Regions from separate parts of the Rattus norvegicus genome. Here region 1 is linked to region 2. The links are chromatin contacts, called in public Hi-C maps. All regions are on one chromosome and are shown on one strand. Each heading gives the region's core, a stretch centred on a gene start, on an enhancer-like site or on the middle of the called end of the contact. The rest is flanking DNA. Distances are from core to core; before and after follow the strand shown.

Region 1 (5,831 bases), core at 3,167-5,666, 130 kb after region 2:
GAACTTGGAGAACCGAGGTCTTTCTTTCATCTAATATAAAGGCTGACACAACACGCTTTCCTCTTTGTTTAAAATCAATATCCATTCATTTCCAAATGGAGCTCTCTAAACGACTCATTCAATCAGAGGTTTAAGCACATCATGGAATTAAGGAAGGTACAGTATTAATGATCATTATGCTATAAAATGTCCCCTCTCTAATACGGTGTATTAGAAACAAGGTCACCAAATTGGAAGTTTACAAAAAGATAATCAACTTAATAATACACTATCACCTGTAAAAATAGAAAATAGAAAAGCACACGCACACAGTGTCTTTCTCTAATGCACTTAATAAGAGACAGTCTTAGGACGATATTTTCCAGGCTAGAATGTACTTTCCACTTGCCCTAATAATAAACCTATGCCCAGATGGGAAATATAGCTCAAACTAAATAAACATGTTATAGACTATGAGCAGACAAGCCAGCAGGCGAGCTAGGGAACTTGAAACGCCTTCGATAGCTATAAAGGGCTTATTTATCCAACCCAACAGATAAGACAGAGAATATAAAAAGTTAGATATTTGGTGGCCGCACAGTAGTGGCAGTGCACAACGCAATTGTAGGTGAGGGAGGAAAACCATTGGAGCCTGCGCACAGGAGAGCATGCATGAAGTGTGTACTCAGGCTGGAGGGAAGGCACACTGCACACTGACACTAGAGCTGTCAGTCACCCTCACATCACTGACGTAATGTCAAAGTGTGCATACTTTGTTCATGGTGACAATGGGTGACCTACACAAGTTTCCTGGAATTACATATAGCCTAAAACAAGTTGCCTCGAGTATCTGCTGTAGTGTGTGTGTAGGGGGCGGGGGGAGTTAGGGAAAGAAAGGGAAAGAAGTACCACATGAATACAAAGTGATTCCTTTTTATTTTCCTAAACACCCACACAAAGACAGCAGTTTCTGACAGCAATGTTCTCGGCAAAAATAAAAAATGAAGGCTTTTGCTTTTTTTTTCAATGGAAAAAAAAAAGGCAGTCCTGTGTCCAGATTACTAGGTGATATTATGTTTTCTTTTCTTCAAAGGAACAAACTAACATCACTTGTGTTTTGAAAATATTATCTAAGTACCATGTCTTTCGGATCAAAAAGAAATGTTGAGCAGAAGTACAGTTCCTGTGTGCGGTGCTCACGCCTGGATGTTTGGAAATGAAGCCCATCGAGGCAGCTTACCTTGGCACTGGAAGCCTTGTTTTCCAAACCCCCTGGAAAACAGAAAATAAGAACAAATATCTTAGCCTCCTTTCCACCGAGAACAAGTATTCTACAGCGTCTAAAAGTCTATGCTTGAAACCCGAGAGTTCCATAAGAAAAAACAGCCCTAAGTATCTAACGAGATAACCATGTAAATCTGTCTGTAAAGGATTGCTGAACTGTTATCAAGCTTTTGTCTATCTAGTCTTTTCTGCTCTAGAATTGGTATCTTAAATTTCAAAACAAGAACAAGACTTCAAACTCAAAATTGTTGGCTACAGTACTCGGATGACACAAAGAAGCTTAAATTTTATGCTTTAAAATTGGGGATTGGAGGGGGGGACTTCCTTTTTTTTTTCTTTTTTTCAGAGCTAGGGACAGAACCCAGGTCTACCACTGAGCTAAATCCCCAACCCCAGGGGGACTTCCTTTTTAGTCCTGAAAACAAAGTAATTTTTTCTTCCTAAAGACAATCAAAAAGTAGCTTGTTAGAATTTTGTTTCAAATAGTATGTGTCTAAAAACTGTCAAAGAGTACCACTGTTTACATCTTATCTTGGCTGAAGGAATCCGATTAGAGGAAACATCTCTGCTATAGCGCATACTTGAGATTATCTGTGGTCTAATTTTCATGGAGAACCAAAGTCTATACTGAGGCCATTCTGTTCTTGTAAATCATTTTAGAGAATTGACTCTGTAAGCACAGAGCCCTGACGTGGATATTTGACTACAAACACTGTTCCAACAGAACGAACTGCATCAAAATGTTCTCCGAGGTAGCTCACAATCTCTTGCTTTGCATAGCATTTTAACCTTACAAAGCACTCTGCATTCCTTTATAATTATCTTAATGTCATCGCCCTACCAAAAAAAAATCTAAGTTCAAATATTTTCCTTTAAAATACAATAAATACTGAAATTAAATTGTAAACCAAAGACTCATAGGAGTCATAATGAAGGAAAACAGAGAAATTAAATCCACTGCAAGATGATCTTGGTGGGGGATTCCCAAGCCATCTAACTGGATGCTTTCAGATTAAGTGAAGCACTTGTGCTCCTGTGGACTACATCACAGGGAACCTGGTACCCAGAGTACCTCATCAGTTGGCGGGGGACTGATCCTCTGGACAGTGATAGTGGAGACTGATTAGTTAGCGTGGTAAAAATGTAAGTCCTTTTTCTAACGTATCTACTTCCTGTAGAAGTAATTATCACTCTAGCCCCTTTGAATACACTCTCGTGGTTAACATGGGAGGCTGCAAATCGCCCAACGCAATATCCTCCCTTTACCCGGATGCTAAAGTCATCTTAAGTAGCCTTATCTATGGTCACCCACTCCTTGAGCTGGATTGCTTCAGATGCTAACTACACTACAGAAACTGTCAAGTGGTTGCCTTGTTCACCAAGGTGCACTTCTGAATGATTTCTTAAAAGGAAGGAAAAATCAGGCATCTTATTGGCACCCTGATGGTGGGACTCCCCCTTTTAATTCTCTTCTCTGGGTGGATTCAGCGCCACTAGAGCCACTAGGATACCCAGTGTGTATAATGCTAGCCCGCTGACTGCTTGGTATCTAAGTGCACTTCACCCCTTATGGCTTCCCACCCAGGAAGGAGCTAAGGAGCCCCAGCCATAGCTCTTGCTTATAAGGAACTTTTTACTCCAAATCCACGGAGAAGAGTCAGAAAAAGCTGACACTTGATGTTCAAAGTCGTGGGGGGGGGGGGCTGGGAGTTCCCTTAGTTCCAGATCTCTAAGCATTGGGATGGGAGGGGCGATATTGACATTTTGAAAATCTGATGAAAGCTATAATTCTCTAAAAAAGTAAAAACGTAAATCTGCATAAATACAATCTTACCTAATTTTGCAGGCTCCAGAGAGATAGATCCCTGAGCCCCTCCTTCTATCAAGCCCCTCAGTTACCAAGGCTTGGCATTCAGTGGAAATCACCTGAGCGCTGACACCTTTAGCCATTACAGTATTTTTCTTAAATAAGCCCTCTGTCCTCATCAACTGGATTGCAGGTCTAATCTCCTGTTGACAGGGTCTATTTTAAATGACTCCCTCTGCCCTCTGCCATTTGCCTGCTAGGTTAGCCCTCCTCCCCCACTGCAAGCTTTCAACAGTTTGCTGCCTTCCATCTCTCTCCCTCCCCACCCTCCCCCCTCTGGGCTCACCCAGAAAAGTCAAAGTCTCCGTGCCCAGTAGAAACAGCCTACAGTAGGCAGGGACCCAAGGTTCCAGCGGAGTCCCAGCCCGACGCGAGGCACAAACACTCCCCGGAACGCGCCCAGCCTGGCTCGCCAGCAAGTTGGAGCGGCTCGCAGCGGCTCCCCGCTACTCCGGGGCGTGTTTCTTGCGCGTCCCGGGGCCACTCTGCCACCAGCATTCTCTTTTCCCGGTCCCTTCGCTCCCACCGGGCTGCATTGGCCGCTCCGCTTGGCGACGGGAAAGACCCGTGAGCCTACCAGAAGCGAGGGGACCTTCTCCCTCATCCGAGTCACCCCATGCCGAGCCATGAGTCCCTTCAGGGCAGGGCATGTGTGGCAGCGCCGGGCCACTTCCCAGGGAGTGTCCCGCGTGGGTGCGCGCCTGTCACTCCTGGCGAGAGTTCGGACTCCGGCCGGTCACTCTAAGTTCTCGGAGGAGTCCTGGCCATAAGAGTGAGGACGCGCCGGGGCTCAGAGACGTCCCCGAGCCCAAGTCCCCGGGACAAGGAGACCTGAGCCCCGAGCAAAGGTGGCTCCCGGGTCCCCCGGGCTGCCGCGCGCACCTACCAGATGAAGTCGGTGCAGTGGCTGCAGAAGGTGGGTTGCTTGAAGAAGCGGGCGATGAATTTGTGGTCTTTCACCTCATGCACGTTCTTCTGCCTCAGCGCCCCTTTGCGGGCGAAGCGGTTGGCCACGTCCTGAGACGCCGTGGAGTCGTTGGCCGGGTAAACGTCAGCCATGGTCCCCCCCAACCACCTCTTGCCTCCGCCGGGGAGCAGCAGCCGGGGAGGGCCGGGGTGGGCGGGGGCGGCGGCCGAGGTGGCGGTGCTGAGGTGCGGTGGTGGCGGCGGTGGCCGGGGAGAGCCGGGCGGGCGCTGCGCTGCTTGGAGCTGGGAGCTGAGCCGCTCTCTCTGGCTCTCTCTGGCTCTCTCCGGCTCTCTCGCTCTCTGGCTGGCCCCACGCTCACTGACAGCCCGGCGCCTGGCGCTCGCGCTTCCTACTCGCGGCAGCAAGAGGCGGCCCGGAGCGGCGCCGCCCACTGCGCATGCCCGGAGAGCTAGCGTGTGTATGTGTGCACGCGCGCGCGCGGACTGGAGTAGGAGCGCGCGGGGCGGGGACGCGCGCGGGGCGAGCCTAGGGCCTCTGAGCTGCGCTGCTCTGCACCGAGCTGGACACGCGTACTGGGTGGGGGGCCCTTGTGAGCCGGGCCAACAGCGGAGGGCGGCGGTCAGGGAGAGGCCCTGGAGATGCCCAGCCCAGGAAGAAGCCGAGAGGGGCGGGTCCTTCTCCTCCACCGCCCGCTTCTTTTCCTCCCTTTTCCTCTGCTTCCTCCTCCCTCTTTTTTCTCCTCCTCTCCTTCCGCTCGTCGTGCCCGGCCTCCTCCTCTTCCCCACCTTCCTCCACCCACTCACGCTTTCCTGCTCTTGCTTTCCTCTTTCTGGGATGGAAGTTGTGCCCCGGAGGAACCAAGCACAGGGCACCACCCTGATGCCACCCCCCCCCCCTTAGCAGGTACAGAGGTAGCTTCTTGTCTAGCTACCTGGACCCACCGGCATTTCGGGGTTTGTTGGCGTTTTATCAGCCTCTTACCCATTTAACCTTGTACCTGACCAAAATGCCATTCTAATCGTTTATGCCACTAAAATGGCCAAACCCTAACCCTCGCTCAGTTTAGAGTCGGTAAAAGGGAGCGGTTTTGAATAACTGATCGCGGGCCCTCTTACCTACCTTCGATCTTTGACCTGCAGTTCACCTGCTTATTTTATAGATTTGTACGGCAGCCGTAATCGCCCTGGAAGATGCCAGAGAGTGCTTGCCCTGGTTCGTGATGTTATTCATTGACTGTCAGAGCTGTAGTGCCGATGATGATCCAGCTCTCTTGATTTTCCATGTCCAGAACCTTAATTTAGAAATCATTTTGCATCCTAAGCTAATTGCTGAGATACTGGCAGGTGTAGAGTTCAGCCAGAACATTTGTAAATTACCAAGTAAAACTGCTCGTGAAGGAGTCGCTGGAATGGATCTGTATGCAAAGGGCGCGCTTGGGGCTGGGCCACCAGAGCGCCTGATGAATATTTATTAGGTCTGCCTGGAGGATTCTAAACCTGGTACCTAAGCGATCACTTCCCAGCAAGAAGTTCAGTGTCCCAATCTGCCTAGGGTGGTCTCGAACTCGAGGTAACACTCCTGTCGCAGCTCCTGGGTGCTGGAATTACAGGGATGAGCCATCTCATCAGCTTCGTTTATCGTTGAGTACAAATCCATCAAGACAATGTGCACTTTTAACTTGGACACCAGCGAGTGGCCCCCAGAGGATCAGGAACTTAAGAGCTCAAGTAAAGATCTTAAAAGAAGAAAAATCGTCTGAGATACTAGCTCCCA
Region 2 (5,852 bases), core at 2,467-4,966:
GCCAGGGAGCTCCAACTGCTGCTGTGATTCTGCTCTGTAAAAATGCAAACTGCTTCAGTCTCATTAAGCAGCGGCCCAGAGATAGGTCTGGGGAGTTTCTCTGGTACCATGTGGCTGTGACGCAAGTTCCTATAGCCTCTTCCTGGTACCAGCACCCAGATCAAGCCATTTTCCAATTCTGCTAAAGGAAAGAAACACATGAACATGTGGAGCAGGTGTACGGATGGATGGACGGCTGTCTCTACCCAGAGCAGAAACAACTTCCAGTTCTGCAAACCTCTGAGTGTGTGTGATTCCTATGACTCTTTTATCCACACCATGTGCCCCAGGTACCTTGGACCTATTCTCCAAGTTTCTTTTCTCTTCCCTACAAAGCTCCAAATACCTGTCTGAGAAGCTGTAGACTTTACCCCAATGGTTTGTGCATTCACATCTCAGAAATAAAGTCCAAGGGACCCCACATCAAATACTCATCCTCAGAGCTGAAGGAGCTGCAGACAGTTCCTTGTCCCACTTCCAAACAACTCCTCAGTAGCACAAATGACAGAATTAGGCAGCCTGGGAGGCAACTAAATGTGAAAAGCCTCGCGAAGATTTTTGCAGCTAAATTATGCTAATTTCCAAGATCATATCATTAATACCAACTCATAAAATTAGATCGGCAGATCAGTTGCTTAGCAGATAAGTTGGAGAGGAATTTATTTTTCTGCACTTGTTTTGAGGTGTCTATGGCTCTGTTTGCTTACGTGTGTTTCTGGGTACACGTCCCTACAGTGCCCGTGGAGGCCAGAAGAGGGTGTTAGATCGCCTGGGACTGGAGTTAAAGTCAGTTGTGAGCTGTCATGTGGGCGCTGGGAATCAAGTTCATGTCCTCTGGGAGAGCAGATGGTGCTCTCAACTACCGAGCCTTGCTTTTTCTTTCCTTTTAAGACTCCTGTGATAAGGGGCCACAGAGAAGCTGTTATCTGATAAATGGATTGTGTTTGTTTTCATTATATTTTATTTTCTCTACTGAACATTAATCTCTTAATACTTCTCTCTCTCTCTCTCTCTCTCTCTCTCTCTCTCTCTCTTTAAAATAAATTTGATGTCCATCACATCTATTCCTACACTGAACAAATCACCACCCTGGGTATGGAGCAGCAAGAAAAGGATGGGAAGATGCCTTCCTAGCAAGCCCTGGTACCATAACAAGCTTTGTCTTCAGCAAATACGTTGGTCACAAGTAGATCCCCAGAACGCCATGGGGAGACTGACATATGACCAGATACAGAGTGGGAGGAGCAGACTTGGAGGGGAAGGGCAGAGTGGGAGGGGTCTTGAAAGTGGTGGCCACAGAAAAAGGAGGGACATCGTAACCATGGAGACTCTGGCATTTTGTGGGGTGACATTTTCTGCCCTCACAAGGCACCCCACCATAGTCTGTGGCCTTCTTGCTTGGAATGAGCCCAAGTTGAAAACTACAGCCCATGAGGGACCTGAGCTGAGCTATATTCCCTTCATGCTTCCTGAGGAGAGAAAGCGAAGCCTTGGAGAGATTTGGAAAACAGAGAAATGACCCCCTGGGAGATAGGAGGGAGCAGTGAGTGGAATGGCTGCTGGTCCCCACTCTTCTGTCTTGACTCGGGTAAGGGTTAACTCCACTGCCAGCTTCCTACGGCCCATCAGAGAACCACCTTAGGGCTCTTGGTCGAATGACACTGTAGGTACTTTGTCCAGTCACAACCTGGATTTGGATGCTTATAGGACATTGCTGCATCCACTCCCGGTCAGCGTGCAACTGAGAAGGTCAGGATGATGTTGGGACCAAACCAAGTAGAGGAAAGTGCTCTCGTTAAAGCCAGACATCAGCTGCTGCTCACAAGTGTTGGGCCCTGAGAGAAATGTGCACTCTGACTCGCCAAGAAGAAAAGTGCATCTTCAGAAGCAACTTGGTCGGCCGAGTGCAAGCCACTGTTCTCAGGTGACAAATGTGTTTGTGGCAGCCAGAGATGTAGCCTGCCCTACCAAAATGAGAACCTGGAATTCCTCAGCTTCAGAAACAGCCATGGAGCTGCAAGAAGTTTTGCTTTGACTTAGAGACAACAAAAAGTAGCTTGCTTGCTTTCTAGCTTACTTTTTTTTCATGTATGTTACCTTTCCTTGTAGTTAAAACTATGAGGCACAAACCCAGATAAAGCAGAAGCCCATTCTGTATAGTCATTTCTTAAGGCCAAATTAAACAGAAAATATTCATTTATTTGATTAACTTTATCATTCAAGAGACATCAGTCTTCAGCTTGCATTTTAGCTGAGCAGAAATATAAAAAAAGAAGCTGAGAGGGAATGGGGGACAGCAAGCTAGCATTCTCAAGACCAAAGGTGTCACAGTAGGGAGGAGAATGAATGGTGAGAGGAGGAACTTGGCATGTGCACTCTGCAGAGCAAAGAAAGCAACCTTTAATGTACAAACAAAAATCACTCTGCCTTCATTTGATGAATTCGTATTTGATTATTTTTGAGGCGCAAAGGACGAAACTACAGTCTCCTCAATGTGGGGCAACGATCGACCACTGAGGCCCCATCTCAGCCCCCTTCCTAATTTAAAAGTACCAGGATGGGCACCATTTCTGGTATTTTCTTGAGCTCAAGAAAAAGATGTTCCCCTAAGCATTTCTGCTCACTATAAAGTAAGACATCACTGAGTCTCTTTTTACAAATGAGGAAACTGGGTTTGTTTACCTTAAGCCAACCAGGAACAACATGTTATATTTTAATAACCGTTCCGAGTAGAATCTGCTGTTGTAGCATGCAGTGGGGAGACAGCAAGGGATCAATGCCTCATTCAAACTCCTTGGTGTCCATGAGCCTCAACTGTTCATGGTAATCGTTATGTCCAATGCTAGGGTCTCAGTTTGTAAGGTACTATGTAGGCTAAAATCTCCCCACACCATCTCTCGCCAGCAGGTGAGACGTGTGGCTAAACTTCTGCAAGCGGCTGAAAGCCGGAGAATGAGAAGACTTGCTACACAGAAAGCTGCCATTAGAACCCATGCCTTCAGAGAAGCTGAGGTGACAGCGCATGGCAAACCTTCTCTTGCAGTTTCTGCTTGGGCGCTAGTGTGGTTTTACTTTCAGTTCAAGCATGCCTTGCTACAGTGAAAAATGAATCACTCTCCGGTATCAAATGCCAGCTTCAAACTTCAACCTGAGGACATGAGCAATTTCCAGCCTCTTTTAGGAAGGAAGAAGGGTCACAGTTTGGATTCCCACTGAGGCTTTCCCTCCTTGACCCCTGTGGGAGAGAATGCCACAGGCAAAGCTTTTTCTAGTAGCATTGATCCAAGTCCCACTCTTGTCCCCTGCCCTGGAGAGACGTGGAAATAAGGTTGACTTTTATTTTAAAATCTCAAACATCTAAGTCTTTGTGCTTTACAGCAAAATGAGTGATGTCTGAATTTTAGTGGGAGACGTATCAGTTCTTGGCAGCATGGAGTCTAACTTTGATTTATTTATTTTTGCAACATCCAATGTGGCAAACTTACGGTGAATGATCATTTGCCAAGAAGTTCGTTCTGTGTTGTGATGAGTACAAAAAGGACCTGGAAGGGAGAGGCAGCTGCTTGCTGTTCACTTGGAAACTTTCCAGAATAACTCAGAGCCCCCTTAACTCCACACCAAGTGCCTAGAAGCCCAGAGAGGGCTTCTGGAGTTAGAGAGCTTGCCAGAAGCGCATGACGCATACACAGGCCCTTTGGCTCAGTTTCAAGCTCTCAGCCACTCCGCGAGGGACCCGTCCCCACCTCTCTGCTCGGCTGCCAGATGTTTCCTCCACCCACACATAAATTCTTTCCACATGTGCAGCTCGATTGCCAAAAAACATCTATCCATTGACTATAGAAAAAGGTACAGGCTTGCCCGGGAATCTTTACAAATGCTAGGGACGGCGCTCTGCACACAGCAGTGAGCGGTAGATGCGCTGTGTTTCCTCAAGTGACAGAATTGACGATAGTTTCCTAGCACTCAGTGGGGAAAGTATTTGCTGCACAAGCATGGGGACCTGAGTTTGAATCCCCAGATCCCACGAAAGAGCCACCAGGGTGGCAGAGAAGACAGACAGACAGATCCCCAGGACTTTCTAGATAGACCTCAGGTTTACTGAGAGAACCTGTCTCAAATAGTATGGTGGAGAATTATAAAGGAGGGCATCCAAAGAAGACCTTTAGCCTCTGCACACACGTGCATGTTGCCTGAGCGCCCACACAGGCAAACACTGACAGGATGGCTTCCCACTGGAGAACTGGGCGCCAAAGGCAGAAAAGCTGCTGGCTTCTTACTGAGGTCATTGTGGTGCCTGGTGTGCTCTGTCTGTGTGTCTGTGTGCTCTGTCTGTGTGCCTGTGTGCTCTGTCTGTGTGCCTGTGTGCTCTGTGTCTGTGTGTCTGTGTGCTCTGCATGTGCATCTGTGTGCTTTGTATCCACATCTGTGTGCTCTGTATCCACATCTGTGTGCTCTATGTGTCTGCGTGTCTGTGTCCTCTGTGTGTCTGTGTGTCTGTATGCTCTGTCTGTGAGTCTGTGTGCTCTGTCTGTGTGTCTGTGTGTTCTGTCTATGTGCTCTACATAATGATACATGTATCATAGAGTCACACAGTACCCCAAATACTTATAACTTTTATACTTCCATGCATCAGTTTGATATTAAATTTAGAGGCTGGCAAAATGGCTGTGCAGTTAAAAGCAGCTGCCACCAAGCCTGAAAACCTGGGTTCAATCCCTAGGACTTACACGGTAGGAGAAGACTGACTCTTACAAGTTGTCCCTGACTTCCACATGCACTGTGGCAATATGCACCCAGCGAGCTGGAGGGTTATGGAAAAAGAGGCCTTGTCTCAAAAATCAAACAAACAAAATTATTATTATAGTCATCTAGCCGAGGTCATGACCATGACTTCAGGCACAAGGGTTGTGAGTGCATCTGCGCTTATCTATGACGTCACGGTCAAGTCTACAGTCAACGACACAACTCATCACCCTGCATGGTCACTGAAGCCAAGCAAGCCCACGCCTTTAAACTTGCTCGGAAACAAAACAATACAACTCTTGGTATAGGAAATAAGCCCAAAGCAAGTGTGAATTTTTAAACAAATCAACTTTGCAAGACAGGCCTGAGCTGGAAGACCTGTACTCCTGAATGATTCATCCCCAGGATGAATGCGGATGGATGACTCAGGGTCCCCGGGCAGGTTCTTCCTGCACATGTGCTGTGTAACACTCACAGACTTTGGGGGAGTTGCATGGTTCTAGATGAGAGAATAAAACAGGCACAGAGCAAGACCTGGGTACTGAAAGAAAACTAGCATGCCCAAATAATTATTTGCTTAAAAACTCTCCCCAGAGAGGCAGATCGATAACTGCGCTAAAGGCAAACAGAGTCCCCGGAATACAGCTGGGTGTCCCTCCTTGCCTCTCTATGTGAACAGGGAAGAAATGGTCAGAGAGGGGGTGCTTAAAACTGACAAACCCTCATGAACTGAACACTAGAATAAGCTAACCAAGAAAAAAATTTTAAGAGAAAAAGAAACCTATTCCAAACCCACCAGTACTTTAAAATAGCTTTATTATTTATTTACTTATTTGGTGTGTGTGTGTGTGTGTGTGTGTGTGTGTGTGTTGCTGTGTAGCTCTGGCTGCCTAGAACTCACTGCATAGCCCAGGCTAGCCTTCAACTCATGGGTCTATCTGCCTCTGCCTCCCTAGCATTGGGATTAAAGGTGTTTATTACCATGGCTACCATTTTTAATCACTTGGGTGCTGGGGATCAGAACTCAGGTTCTAATGTTTTTATGCTAGGTGCCTCATGAACTAAGCCAT

The links. Hi-C and Micro-C count contacts between places; a contact is called where the count stands out from the background.
Region 1: a contact with region 2 is called in a Hi-C map of liver, with 2.2 times the contacts expected there. The contact joins the promoter of Prkca here to the enhancer-like site in region 2.

Annotation. Positions count from the first base shown.
Region 1 is chr10:93,782,911-93,788,741 of GRCr8, forward strand. Prkca (protein kinase C, alpha) reads right to left here and starts at 4,417. Exons shown (of 17, transcript NM_001399299.1): 1 at 4,017-4,417; 2 at 1,220-1,251. The coding sequence starts at 4,189.
Region 2 is chr10:93,654,830-93,660,681 of GRCr8, forward strand. The region is part of intron 2 of Prkca (protein kinase C, alpha); the gene reads right to left. Among named protein-coding and RNA genes, the nearest start is that of Prkca, 130 kb to the right of the region's middle. Within about 2 kb of position 3,717, at least 16 of the 93 cell types and tissues checked have an H3K27ac peak or open chromatin away from gene starts, as enhancers often do. A contact at or near this core is called in liver, where this site is marked.